Regions from separate parts of the Mus musculus genome. Here all the other regions are linked to region 3. Evidence: chromatin contacts called from public HiChIP or PLAC-seq data. All regions are on one chromosome and are shown on one strand. The core of a region is the stretch at or near the end of the contact, and the rest is flanking DNA. Distances in the headings are between cores, read along the strand shown. Region 1 has its middle 16 kb from the start of Gm34298. Region 2 holds the start of Alx1 (ALX homeobox 1). Region 3 has its middle 150 kb from the start of Alx1. Region 4 overlaps Lrriq1 (leucine-rich repeats and IQ motif containing 1).

Region 1 (3,444 bases), core at 492-2,991, 170 kb before region 3:
GCTGTTACTTCTCTACAAGTAATCCATAACTGGATCCAGATAAAGGAGTCTTAACCCCACCCACACCCACACTGCTGACAACATTTTATAGCACCTGGGCACAAAATAGCCTGACAGTTTGCTGTCACTGCAATACGGCTGCAAAGACACTCCCACACCAACCTGCAATGCCTGTGTATCCTCATTCATACATACAACAGCACTGGGGTGTGTCTGTGTGTCTCCGTGTGTGTTTTGCTAGATTGAATTCTGTCGATGCTCTCCATTTCTATGTTTAATGCACTGTAGATTCTCTCACAAAATCTTTATATTAAGAAATAATCCAATGATTCAACTTTTTAGGACAATTTTAATATATGCTTTACTTTATAAAATACACACCACCGAATAGTAGCCTTTGAAACATAGAAATGTATAGATTGATTATAATTTCCCACCATGGCATAGTCTTGTCGTATTGAACCCACAACCAGGAAAATAGAACAATCTAAATAGAAAGAAGGAAACAAACACATCTGTTCTATCTCATGGAATTTCTTTTTATTTAACCTAAATGTAATTCACGCCAACCTTTTTATCCTATCACTTTGGAAACTTAACAAAGGTTTTTTTTTTTTTTTTTTTTTTTTTTAACTTTTTAAAAATAAACTCGGAGAATATAAGAACTTCAAGTACCTGTTGTTGGTTTAGGACGACCTCTTACTCTAGATTATAAGTCTACTGGATCATGATAAGTGAAAGCATATTTAATATCACTGTTTAGGTTGCTCAAGCAAGGGAATCATTGCACCAGCGATAACACATACAAGACCTTCTATTAAAGAGCGCATATCATTCCGTGACAATCCTGTTCGACTCAGTGGCAGCTGGGGAAGTGGCAAAAAGAAAGCGAAATTCTCTACCTAATACTTCCATCTCCAGCACTGCAAACACAAGCCCATGATTTAGTTAACTCTGTGGATATCTGGGCCTGTTATCAGTTGGGAACAAGGTTTTGGAACATTTCGCTTTTGGTTTCATTATGATAATTTATTATGTTGTCGTCCAGCATTTGCAGTTCCTCTTGCATTCTTGTGAAATGGCCTAATCCCAAAATAATTTTTAAGACACCTCAGGGAAATGTGTATGTACACTTTCTCCTTTCATTTATATTTTATGACACATATATTCAAAATTATTCTTTTAGCTATTTTAATATAATATGTGAATGGATGTTGATATTGCTTAGAGAAATGTTAGTGGATAATTACTGCATTAATAAGTTTGAATCTACAAAAATTCTTAGTATCTTAGAATTTATTATGGTCAAAAAGTATATGTACCATTTAAGTTAAAGTGAAAGATGAATTTAAACATTTATCAACCTAATAATTTGAACGTATATCTGTAATATTTTACTCAATTGTGTTTTATCCTTGCTTATAAGAGGTAAATGTGTATTCCAATTCTTTAGAACAGTTCAACTCACTCACACATGCCCAATCACTTTAAATTTTGTTAAAGCACCTTTAAATTGCCATTTGAAATTTGTTTTCACACCTGAAAACGATCATTTGCAAATATTAGTATATTTTCTTTAATTTCAGACAACTTTTAGCAAGGTCTTACTAGTGTGAGGGTAAGTCTCCCCTGTTATCTCAGCAAATACAGTAAGCAGAATGTTGCACTGGGCTCTGGGCTTAGAGGTGCTTTTACTCTGCATCTGGAATGCCTTTCAGGAAGTTAAACCAGGGTGCTCCAGGGAGGCTTGGTAGTTTCTCTGTGTAATAGGATCCAGTGAACTTCAGGTTTCTCCTTTGTTTCTCCTGCTCTCCAGTGAAATTCTTTACCCAGAGATGACTAAACAGATTTCAACATAATTTGTTTACTTTTTTTTTTTTTAAACGTAATCCCCCATGTACTTTTTGGTCTCCTGTTGCATTTCAAACCTGTAAATCTCTTTTAACCTGATTGAGATAGAAATGTTAATGAGCCTTGAGCTGTCAATCTATAAAGAAAACATTGATTCATATGTTTCAACCTAGAAATTGAGCTCTACATGTATTTATTTTGTGAACAGTTGGGCCATCCCTTTGCTAACAACATCCACAAATCAGCATAAAGTAATGATGGAAAATATTTTATCTCAGCTTATTTTCAACTCTGAAGGAGAAAAACCACATAAAAACTGACATTGATAGGGTTTTATGGTTCATGAACCTCCCCAATGAAGTGGAAAGGCTAGTATGAGAAATGAGATATTTATTATTAAACTGTTTTCATATGTAAAATAAACCTCATAGTTTTTTCTTCTGTAACTTTTGTGATTTTTTTCATAATAACTGTGAAGATCATTGGTATTGATGCTCTTGAATTTGTAGACAATGATTAATAAATGTCAATAAAACTGTTTCTGAATTATGGTGTTTAAATCAGAAGTTCTTTTTAATGTGGTTTGTTGTACCTACCCTAAAGTGATCAGCCAAGGAAACCTGTCATTTTGTCATACTGGTAGTATGTTTGTGTTCATGAAACTGATATTTTTGAAATTTAATAAAACATTAAGTGGTTGAACAAAGAATTGTTCCCTTCTGTTTTCTTTAGGAGACACTCCTAAAAGTTTGTCTATCAATCTACCTACCTACCTACCTACCTACCTACCTATCTATCTATCTATCTATCTATCTATCTATCTATCTATCTATCTATCTATTGTGGGTGTGTTCTTGTTTCTTCTGTTTCTGTCTCTGTCTCTTGTGGAGAAGAAGAAAGGGGAAGGAGGGAGGGAGAGGGAGGGAGAGAAAGAGGGAGGGAGGGAGGGAGGGAGGGAAGGAGGGAGGGAGGGAGGGAGGGAGGGAGGGAGGGAGGGAGGGAGGGAGGGAGGGAGGGAGAGAGAGACTAGGTAGTGGACACCAGGGGACCACTCTCAGGAGTCAGTTCTCTCCTGCCACCTTGTGGGATCCAGGATGGAACTTACCTTGTCAGCACTGAGCCCAAGTGTCTTTACAGGCCCAGCCATCTTGCTAGCCATTGAGGCATTTTAAACAAATAATTGCCTTTAGAATTCAAGAAGATAAATACATCAGCCTGTCTTATCAGGTATCTGACAATGAATTTTATACTTACAGTAGCAGACCTAGTCATTGGTACTATTCAAGTGTCCAACTGACTCTCTTTATGGGAAGCTGTCTTATTTTTAACACCTGAATTAGAGTCTTCTCTTCCTTTCTATATCCTCTTGCTGGTGCAGAGGACTAACCAGGTTTTTTTCGTTTTATGTTTTTGTTTTGTTGTTGTTTTTTGTTGTTTTTGGTTTTGTTTTGTTAGGTAGAAATGGTTATACTAAATCATTATACAATAAAAGCCTGATGAAAGTGTTAGATGATTTATTTAGAGATTCCAAAATGTTTTTGATATGAAAGTCAAATACACTGGCTTGTAATAAGAGTCCCTGCTCAGAGTCTG
Region 2 (3,106 bases), core at 593-3,092, 150 kb before region 3:
CCCCCCGCACTCTTGGAAGTTCGTCAGTTCATTGTTGATGGTGCTATCTCAAGGCTCCGGAGAAAACAATTAAAAATATCATAGAACCCGTTAAAAGGCAAAACGGTGTCAATTGGTGGTAGCTCAGCAAAGGGTCCGTTCTTGGGGAGGAAATGTGGTGAACCGGGTGAACATGGCTGCTGCTCCTGACACTTTTTCTCAGGTCCTGTCGGATGGAATCTTCATTTTTCACTGGCAGCCCCGCCTTTGGGGCAGTGCTAAGCAACAGTTGTGCAGAACATTGTGCCTGGGATCTTTGCTCGCAAGCTGTGTCCAGGTCGGGCGTCAATGAGGGTCCCACCTGTGGATCGAGGACGAAGAAGAATGTGGAAATTTCCGAACCTTGGCGGACAGACACCCGACTGAAAAGGGCTAGGCCACCCGCAGCGGCGAGGTTACCCGAAGTGACTAAGGCTCTGCTGTAATTGCCAACGTAACCCGGAGAAAAGGGGCAGCCGCTGTGGAAGGCCTCTGTGGTGAGAGAGGAAGGTTATGTCAGGATCGGTGGGCAGAGACCTCCCTTGTCCATAATTTGTAGGGGAGTTTCACCAAATTTGCAAGCTTGGCTGATCTATTGCAAATGGCTTCTTGAGTGTGCCCAAGGCAAGGAACTCTTTTTTTTCCCTCCCCCGCCTCAGACGCCTCGGGCTCCTCAGAAGCTGAAGTGGGGCACAAGGCCAAGCAGAATGGTTTTCATCTCCAAAGCGCCGTTTTACCTTCGCTAGCATCCCGGTCAGCTGGACCAAGGAAGGGTTTTGGGTCCGCAACTGTGAGTCCAACCCCAGTCCGCGGAGCCACTAGCTTCTGCAACACTCTTTTCGAAGGCACCGCCCCAACTCTTGAAACCTGTATATAGTACAACTTTTGTTAAAACACTCTGACCGCATTCATCTCCCAACGCTGTTTTGCGTGATGAGTTCCTCTGACCTCCACTAAGAAAGGGGTTTCAGGGCCACTTGTCTCTATGAATTTTCAATAATAGTAATAATAATAACAACAACAACAACAATACATTTTGTCCTAATGATTCGTGTGGACCAAGAATGAGGTGGTTATTGTTTGGTATTGGTAAAATCAAATATTCAAAGACTCTCCCTCAACCTTCCATTCCGTTAGATGCCACTGCATCCTTACTCCGGTGCATCCGACAGCAAACGAGAAGGCCAGGGCCTTGTAAGGGAGAGCGCTGCGGCCGCCACGACGCCAGCCTTTTAGGTTAGAGGCAACCTCGGCCCCTTTACCTCCAGCAAGCCGGTTAACAGCCGCCGCTGTATCCGGCGTCTTGGGCTCAGATTAATGTGGATCTTCCATGTAAACGATTTACGGATGAAATAAAAGCTCTTTAGAGCAATACTTCCTTTCAAGTTCTTAAGATGCCTCTAAATCTTCTGGGAGTGAGTGGCTGGGGTGGGGGCGGGGTGTACAGCGGGTGTTGGGGGAGTGGGGGTGGGGGGTAGCGGGGGTGGGGGAGATGGCCCGGCAAGGCCTCTGGGAGTGGAGCGTTAACCGCTCTGCGTTCTCACCAGGCTCCTCGGCAATGCCAGTCCCACTGTCGAGGCGACTACGATTCTGGGTGTCCTTGTCTCTCCTGGCATTTGTCTGAAATGGAACTGTCTGTCTGAACTAGGCCGGGGACGCGCCCTACCCTGGGTAAGGAGGGAAGATGGGGGTGGGGTGGGGGAGGAGGGGGCCTGGGGTGGAGTTAGTCCTTGCCTATTTTCATATTCATTAGGACTGGGAGGTTGCCGGAGGAGCCCAGCTGAGTTTCAAGATATAAAAGCAACTTCGGGTGCCCCTTCTGCAGCCGGGACGTATTAAGAGTCTGGGAGCTGGGCAGCTCCTGGCGTCGCAGGTCTCGCTTCCCCTTTCCCTCCTCTCTGACCCTCCCTACTCCCGCCCACTGCTCCCTCCTCCCTCCGCGCCCTCCAGCCTCCGCACGCCCCGGAGAGCTCGCGGACAGCCTTTCCAGGATTATGGAGTTTCTGAGCGAGAAGTTTGCCCTGAAGAGCCCGCCAAGTAAAAACAGTGACTTTTACATGGGCACAGGAGGCGCGTTGGAGCACGTTATGGAGACGCTGGACAATGAGTCCTTTTACGGCAAAGCGACGGCTGGCAAATGCGTGCAGGCCTTCGGGCCGCTGCCGCGAGCGGAGCATCACGTGCGCCTGGACAGGACTTCGCCCTGTCAGGACAGCAGCGGTAAGTCACCAGCACCCCGGCTGACCTCCAGCCCCCAACCCCATCCTAATCCCTACTCCCTAGCGGCCTGACCAGGGCTCCAAACTGAGCCCCAGTCTCAGCCATCCTTCCCCGAAGTGAGGTACGGTGCGGGTCGAAGTAAAGAAATGTGGCAAGAGGAATCCAGATTGCTGGGGACCGGGCGCCGCGCACTCTGGGACTCCCGCAACCGGCCGGGGTCCAGAGCTAAATCCTGCCGGATTCTATTTCACTTTCGGATAGAGTTCACAACTGGACAAGAAGGATCTGACCAGGATCACAGTGTAGGTTAACAGGACTCCAAATAAGTCATAATTGAGTTAAAATACCGCACCACCGCTGTGAACCCTCCAGGATGCCGGGGCTCGGGGATGTGAAATCCATCACTAGATGTCATAGTGGTCAGGAAAACCAAAATCTTTGAGCTCTTTTATGTGTGCATGAGTGGGAAGCTACGAAACCGTTTTTAATGTCCTAGGAGTGACGACATTTTTATTGTATTTCTCTGTTGCTATATATATATTAGCTTGTGTGAACTTAAGTTTCTGCCGATTTTCTTTACTTCTTTATTGCGTTTGTGATGAGCAAACATACATTTTGGTAAAAAACCTAATCATTTTAGCTTTTGGGCAAAGCATTCCGGATAAAAACCACTCACTTGGGGATTCTGCATTGTCTGTTTTTCTTCTTCCACATAAAATGTCACCTAAGGAGCCTTTCGGAGTGTTTCTGGACAGAATCTTCAACTCTGAATGCCAGACTATCTCCAAGTCAAAATGTTATCAAAACAAACCATCTATCTTTTTCTATCTTGTAGCCCAGTGCAATCCCTATCATTTCACATCCCGAC
Region 3 (3,328 bases), core at 65-2,564:
ATAAGACAAGTTAAATATATGATAAATATTCGTCCTCCTTTCAAATACAAGTTGAAATAAATCCACCCAAATACCACTTGGTATTATAGCTTTCTCTATAAATCAATCCATTCACTTAAAAAAAAAAACAAAAACAAAAACACAAAACAAAACAAAACAAAAAAGAAAACTGCTGCATGTCTTTTCCAGAGCCTTAAAAATAAATGTTAAATGTTTTTGCAAGTTTAATCATCAGTTTCCATGGCCAAAGCGCAGGTTTCCCCCAATATTAAATTCACTGGATCATTTTTACTACTCTTTGTCTTTCTCCTTCCCATTCCTTCTTCTCTTCTTCCTTCTTCTGATCTTTCGGTTTCTTTTTAAAATGTTAAGCCAGGAAAGTTGAGAGCTGAGGGCCCAGCAGCTCCTCTAAGCAGTGGATACATGTATCAGGTAAAAAAAGAAGTAAAGCTTTCTTCAGCTGAGTCTCTTCGAGTTCAAATAAATTTTAAAAAAAGTCCCTAATGAATTGAGTACCGAGAACTTTTCTTAGTGCCTCGGAGTCCTTTTTAAGCCTGGTAATAGGTACTGTGAGCGGGGAGACCAGACCACAGAAACCTCAACCTGCCTGGGTTGTGCTTGGAGCGCTGCAGCAACATTGACCGGAGCAAGCGGAGCTTAAGATCATTTGCTCAAACATATTTTCTAAACAACACGTGTGTCAATTCGAAGGACAGGTCTGGAACATGCGGTCTTGACCTGATTTTACAGCATCGGGACGCTGTATGGCATTATAATCATCGAATGTTTAGCTGTGCCCTTATAGGCACAAGTTTGTGCACAAACATTATATCTCATGATTCTTCCAAAACACTTGGAAAAAATAGTGTAGTTTTTTGTTTGTTTGTTTGTTTGTTTTTTAATAATCTTTTATTGTGGTCCTCTGCTTGCTCTACCTCAACTAAAATGATATTCGGTGCTATTAAGACTATTTATTTAATGAGAATGTTTCCGTTTGGCATGTACCATAACGAGTACGGATTTTTTTTTTTTTTTTTTTTTGTTGCTGCTGTTGCTGCTCATTAAGTGTTTCTGACAAAGAGCTAAAGTATTGGGAATCAGAAGCTGAACTGGAGACAGTTCACATCACTTTAGCTGCAGTCTTGTTGTCTTAACTGGGGAGTAAAATATTAGCCCTGCCTAACCTACCTTTTCCATTAGGTGTAAAAAACACTCTCTACAAGTGGAGAATATGAAAGCCAGCTCTCGACTGATTGCTTGCATGTTATTCCTATGCACGCCCATTGTCATAAGCTGGCGCTGGGCGAGCCCCTGATTCTAACCATATGCTGTAGGCAGAAAAGCTTGGAGGAGTTTCCTCTAGGGTGCCAGCACCAAGTCCTGCTGGATCCCCAGGCTCCGGGAGAAAATGAAAACTGCAAGTTCTCCCGTGATGAGATTTCATCCAGATGGTCCGTGAGTTTATATATTAAATAATGAATTCTGGACGTTTAAGTAGTGTCTTTAAATTGTAAAGTCCATATAAATTTGTCCACTGGAGGGCGCACGAAGGCCATAATACTGAAGCCAACTCTCAGGCCGGAAACTGAAAATCTAATTTAAAATATATCACTTGAGTGGATTAATTCATAACTACTGTAATTCTAATAAGATTACTAATTTATAGTGTCAAACGACATTCAGACCTCTGCTCTGGCTTTCTCTTAAGCAGCCTGCTGAGCTGTTGAAAAATAATTCAACATTCGGGAACGTAAAGAAACTTAAGGTACACAGCTAATAATCTGGAATTCAAAAAAATAAAGACTAAAATTATTTTTTTGAATGTGTGTATTGACTCCAATTGTCAGGACAATTTCTGTGCAACAAAGCAGAATAGGTATATTACGTCAGCCAATTACCTACAACACAGCATGACTCACTCTATGAACTTCAATTTAAAAAAAGAAAGATGAATCTCTGTTGGAAGGCATTGAGACTAAATACGCATTACTTTGTGTCTAACGAATAAACATCATTAATGTGATCTACAAGGCAATGCCTTTGTGAAGTTTTATTTACCCTAAGAAAGTGCCTGTGCGTGTATGCTCAAACAATTCATAGAATACTCATAGAATACTCATCAATGAATTTGAGGCTTATATTCACTTTATTTTATTGGAGATCTTTCAAAGGGAATCTCAGTATGGAATGTTAGTTCACATCAGTATTGCCTTTTCTTGCTCTGTTTGATTTTTGAGACAGGATATGTTTTCGGGGGAGATGTGGCTGCTCTGGAACTCACTCTGTAGACCAGACTAGCCTTGAACTCAGAAATCTGCCTGCCGCTGCCTCCCAAGTGCTAGGATTAAATGACTGAGCCTTGTAAGCCTAAACTCATCATTGTCTTTTGGAGGTCTGGCTTTCTTACATTGGGGAACTCTGATTTGGAGAAACCTGCTGTTCTTTACTTTGTCTAATGAACCGTGCTGATCACCCAGGAGACAGAGCACTGTGAGGTCTTTCTCTATTGGTTTAACAATTTCATTACATTTCTGTAATGGAGTCCTGTGATTGTTTTACTCTCTCTCTTGCTCTACAAATGGAGGCTGGAACTGTACAGCGCTTTCAGGTAGAAAAGACCTCCTTAAGACAGAAAGGGGGCTTTCAGGTAGACATGTGTTGGCAGTAAAGAAGTAATTAGTCTTTTGCAATTAACAGGTCATCAGTCTGAGTAAAATGACTGGTGCAGCCAGAATGCACTACTAGCTATTGTTGTCATTGTGAAGACAGAATCCCTAATGCTGATGTTGTTTGGGTTTACCAAAAACAGCTCTAAAGCTGAAACTGATAAATGCAACCACTGTTTCTTTCTTATTGGCTTCATTAATTTTTTGAGAATTTCACACACGAGAACTGTCTTTACAGTACTCTTCCCCTGCCCTGTTCCTTCTGTGTCACTCCTACATCTTCTAAAGTTCATGGATATATCCATATCTATCTATATCTATGTCTACATCTACATCTACACCATCTCTATGTCTATATTTATATCTATATGTGTGTGTCTGTGTATGTCTGTGTGTGTCTTTGTGTGCCTGTGTATTCAGTAGTAGGCTATCTTCTAAAGTTCAAAGCATCCTCAAAGACAACAAAGATGAAAAGAGAGACAGAGAGTTATGATCCACGCAGATGGAAAAGTATTTTTGGCAGAATTCCCTTCTAATACCTCTCAAATTACACAACATAACATGTTTAATAAATTGAAATAATTATTTGCGAAATAGTTTTTGAAAAACTTAAAACAAATTTTAAATCATCACAACGACAAACATGGAAACAAACCAAACCC
Region 4 (3,456 bases), core at 424-2,923, 240 kb before region 3:
ACAACTTGATATCTCTAAACATTCCAGCAATAAATCTAATTACAAAAATTAACTTAGGTTTTATCCTTCACCTAGCGATTAAATTTGTTGATTCAGATATTGATATATGTTTTATAAAGACAAAATTTGCATTGCCATTTTATTCAAGCGCAGAGAAAACTTAACACTTCTAGAATTCCTCAGTACATAGAGTGAATTAATTTTCTTTTATTCTTATGATTTTAGAATTTTAAAACATCTTAAAGATATTTATTAGTATGAGAAATAATCACTGAGAATTGCCTAAGAATATCTGCTGTGTTTCTTATAACTGTGACTATAAGCTTTGTATGAGAATATTTCTCTTTAATGGAAAAGATTATGTGAAATACTCTTTGGATATATATTAAATGGATTTCTATGATAAGTTTTTAAACTTAATTTTAAGAAATTTAAAAAACAAAGCTATATTTAATATTTGGATAGAATTTTTATCATAAGCCAAATGCTAAATCCAAGTTTCAAGAAACTTTAAACAATATGAATAAATAAACGTCAAGCTTATATCCAAATGGAGTTTTATTTGTGGTGGTGTGCAAAATTGAATTCCCCAGCTCAGATTGTGCCATTCTTCCTCAGTCTTCACAGATACGCATTTGCTCATATTACTATCTGACAAAATACATTTATTTCTTAGTATGTAATGTTAAATTAGAATTTACACATTTTCCTATGATACAGTTCTTCAAGTATAAGAATAGTTCTTATAATGTTATAAATACAATATTAGTTGCTGTTTGCTGACAGTTAATATATTTGAAATACTTTAATGTATAAAATACTTTAAAAATATTTATGACTATTTTAGTAAGAATCACTGGTCCTAATACATCCTCAAAAGGCTGTATTGACCTCATCTTTTGTAATGCTTCTTTTTAAAAAAAGAAACTTGTTTTAAAAAGCAATAGCCATGTTTTAAAAATTCGTGTAATCATCTTGAAATTTAAAAGCCCCCACACCAAGCATGGCATCAAGCACCTGACTTACTCATCTCACTGATAAGAAGAAAACTCGGAGACCAAAAACAATGACTGGCTTGGCTGGTATAGCACATGGAGAATAGACTCTTTATAGGTTTTCATTGACTATTAACTGAAATTGTGTGTGCCAAGATTTAGGTTAGTTGAAACCCCCTACAAACTGAGCTTACGGAAAGAGAAACTGATCCTTCTGACATTGTGTCTTTTAGGACATCACAAGAATGCGTCCCCTCCTCCTTTAACAAGTAAGATCAGTATCTTGAGATGCAGTGAAATGTTTCTTTTCTTTCTTTCTTTTTTTAAATCTATAGTACAGGAGAAAAATCTTTCTTAAAATTCAAAATCCTATAGCTAATGTGAGCAAACACAATCAAGCCCCGCACACTGAAATATTTTCTCATTTTTAAGGGAATTAATGGCTCCCCACCAGCCCTTTAACATGTAAAACGAGTAAGTTACTTGTGTCCAGTACATCCAAAAAAGAGCCAGGATAAAATAAACATAAGGGGTTGGATATCTTGGAAAAAATCTGTCATGGGTTTGGGTTAATCATCTCCAGAAGAAATTCAACTTGATGCCTGAAACGTAAGACTTCTTGGAGAAAGCAGAAAGGCCCGAGGCAGTGTTGATCTGAGAGTGCTCTCCATGGGTCAGATCTGCTCTGCTGGTAGAGTGCAAACCCAGTTCACAACCACGGCCTCTGAAAAGCTGTAAAAGACTTCAGGGGCCTTCGAGTGCACACACTTCAGCTACGGTTACAGACTTTTAGTGGCCTGGTTTCTTATTATAAAATAAAACTTAAAAATAAAATCTGTACTTAATTTTCCAACCTTCTGTCTGTCAGTGGTAGGGCTTCTGGCCTCCACTTTTGTGGAGCAAAGCATCGCGGCTGATTTTTAATTTCAGGCAGGTTAGGTAGATGGATTTGTGGATACGTCACACCTTTGTTTCATGTGGTCTTCAGGTTCGTAAGTCCTGCCCCGTAGGCGTGTCGATGTTTAGAAATGAGTGGGTTCCGTCAACACTTTGGGTTGGTTGCCTTCCTTCCCTGCCTGTATAGGTTTAAAATACTTTTTAAAGCGATGAGATTTCATTGTATCAAAACCCCGAGACATTTGGTTACTGGTTCAAAAAAATGATTTTTATTTATCAATAGTGATTCGAACTTAAGGGAAATTGACTAGTACGGAGTAATTCTTTTTAAATATTTATTTTCCATCCCCCTCAACTTCATCCCATCTCCCCTTTTTCAAAATTTCCTTGAAATAGTATCAAGCGGATATAAAAACAGAAGAGAAGTTACCATGTGCATGCCGTTAGCCATACATGCGCAGGAAAAATCATCCTGCCTGATTATACTGTACTTTTCACTCCGCACAGAGTTTGAAAACCACTGAGAAGAAATACAGCATAAAGAGATAATTTTATTTCCTTTTGTATTTTTGCACCGCCATTTTATTGCTCAAGTCTACCAAAAAGAGTCCAACTTAGTATTGTTAATTAAACTATCCCTGCCAGTTCCAGAGGCCGTTTGTTCTGTACACCTATGAGGCTTTTGCTGACAGTCTTATGTTCTGCTAATACTACATTTTTCTTAATTTTGCAGTAATTGTAGAGGTGTAGGCTGCCTAGATCTAGGAAAGAATTTCCAACCTTTTCCGTGGAGAAGTCAATCACTTGAATGAATAGGGTCCACTGAGGACTATTTGAAATGCTGAAGCATTTCAAATCCTTTTTCATTTGACCACTGGGTGACCTGATAACTATTTCCTGTCCCTCCATAAGGTTGTGACCCAGGTCTAAGAGTGCGAAACCCAGATAATTTTAGAAACAAATCAAACACCATAGAATTAGAGAAGGGTGTTTCACCAAATTCTTTCTTTCAAAAAAACAAAGAAATTATTTCTTAAATACAAGGGTATAAAAATAATGTGAGCTACCTCTAAGTGTGTATTGTATTTAAAATTGTTGGGGCACTGGTCCTCTTGTTCCTGAGGATTTAAAAATCAACAGGTATTTCTAAAATATGAATTTAAGTCAAATTTCTCATTACCCTTCTATTAAAGTAATTCAGAGTATAAAATTTAAAATGCCCTCTACATGACAATAGTGCTATTATAATTACTCATCATTATACTCACAAATAAGTTATATTAAAATAAGCTAATTTTATATAGATATACACACATGTATGTGTGTAGTCTTATTTCTCTGATAGCATTAGTACCTATGGAAAGACAGAAGGTGAACAAAGAGAGAAGCTTGTCGCTGCCCCACAGCAGGCAGGAATGTGTCTAATCACCTTCCGAGTTGTTAAAATACCTTAGACAATTGAATTAAGGGAAGGAAGACTTTTACAAGTGCATTTTGCTGATCTGAAAATGTAATTGACCATGGTTTGCTTTGATAACTTTTTTTTTGCTTTTCCATAACTTGG

What was found. HiChIP or PLAC-seq counts read pairs in DNA pulled down with a chosen protein or histone mark.
Region 1: an H3K4me3 HiChIP or PLAC-seq map of craniofacial prominence shows a contact between it and region 3, with 2.9 times the contacts expected there. The contact joins two enhancer-like sites. A contact is called at or near these places in 1 of 484 Hi-C or Micro-C datasets (cranial neural crest) and 3 of 115 datasets of contacts at active chromatin or transcription factors (craniofacial prominence, embryonic forebrain and stem cell-derived neural progenitor cells).
Region 2: a contact with region 3 is called in an H3K4me3 HiChIP or PLAC-seq map of craniofacial prominence, with 4 times the contacts expected there. The contact joins the promoter of Alx1 here to the enhancer-like site in region 3. A contact is called at or near these places in 3 of 39 promoter capture datasets (cranial neural crest, frontonasal cranial neural crest and maxillary cranial neural crest), 3 of 484 Hi-C or Micro-C datasets (LSK cells, cranial neural crest and palatal mesenchyme), 3 of 115 datasets of contacts at active chromatin or transcription factors (craniofacial prominence, embryonic forebrain and stem cell-derived neural progenitor cells) and 2 of 9 other capture datasets (adipose tissue and pancreatic islet).
Region 4: a contact with region 3 is called in an H3K4me3 HiChIP or PLAC-seq map of craniofacial prominence, with 4 times the contacts expected there. The contact joins two enhancer-like sites. A contact is called at or near these places in 5 of 39 promoter capture datasets (the 3T3-L1 cell line, cranial neural crest, frontonasal cranial neural crest and 2 more), 5 of 484 Hi-C or Micro-C datasets (cranial neural crest and embryonic stem cells) and 2 of 115 datasets of contacts at active chromatin or transcription factors (craniofacial prominence and embryonic limb bud).

The regions. Positions count from the first base shown.
Region 1 is chr10:103,043,493-103,046,936 of GRCm38.p6, reverse strand. It overlaps a transcript of Lrriq1 not described here. Among named protein-coding and RNA genes, the nearest start is that of Gm34298, 16 kb to the right of the region's middle. Within about 2 kb of position 1,741, at least 2 of the 459 cell types and tissues checked have an H3K27ac peak or open chromatin away from gene starts, as enhancers often do. A contact at or near this core is called in craniofacial prominence, where this site is marked.
Region 2 is chr10:103,027,513-103,030,618 of GRCm38.p6, reverse strand. It overlaps Alx1 (ALX homeobox 1), which reads left to right and starts at 1,842. Exons shown (of 4, transcript NM_172553.4): 1 at 1,842-2,238. The coding sequence starts at 2,013. Gm34298 reads right to left here and starts at 1,634. Exons shown (of 4, transcript XM_006514426.1): 1 at 1,563-1,634; 2 at 1,281-1,418; 3 at 756-885; 4 at 1-510. The coding sequence starts at 1,634. The coding sequence ends at 44.
Region 3 is chr10:102,876,302-102,879,629 of GRCm38.p6, reverse strand. No RefSeq gene overlaps it. Among named protein-coding and RNA genes, the nearest start is that of Alx1, 150 kb to the left of the region's middle. Within about 2 kb of position 1,314, at least 19 of the 459 cell types and tissues checked have an H3K27ac peak or open chromatin away from gene starts, as enhancers often do. A contact at or near this core is called in craniofacial prominence and pancreatic islet, where this site is marked.
Region 4 is chr10:103,113,033-103,116,488 of GRCm38.p6, reverse strand. All of the region lies in intron 23 of Lrriq1 (leucine-rich repeats and IQ motif containing 1), which reads left to right. Among named protein-coding and RNA genes, the nearest start is that of Gm25376, 6.5 kb to the left of the region's middle. Within about 2 kb of position 1,673, at least 9 of the 459 cell types and tissues checked have an H3K27ac peak or open chromatin away from gene starts, as enhancers often do. A contact at or near this core is called in craniofacial prominence, where this site is marked.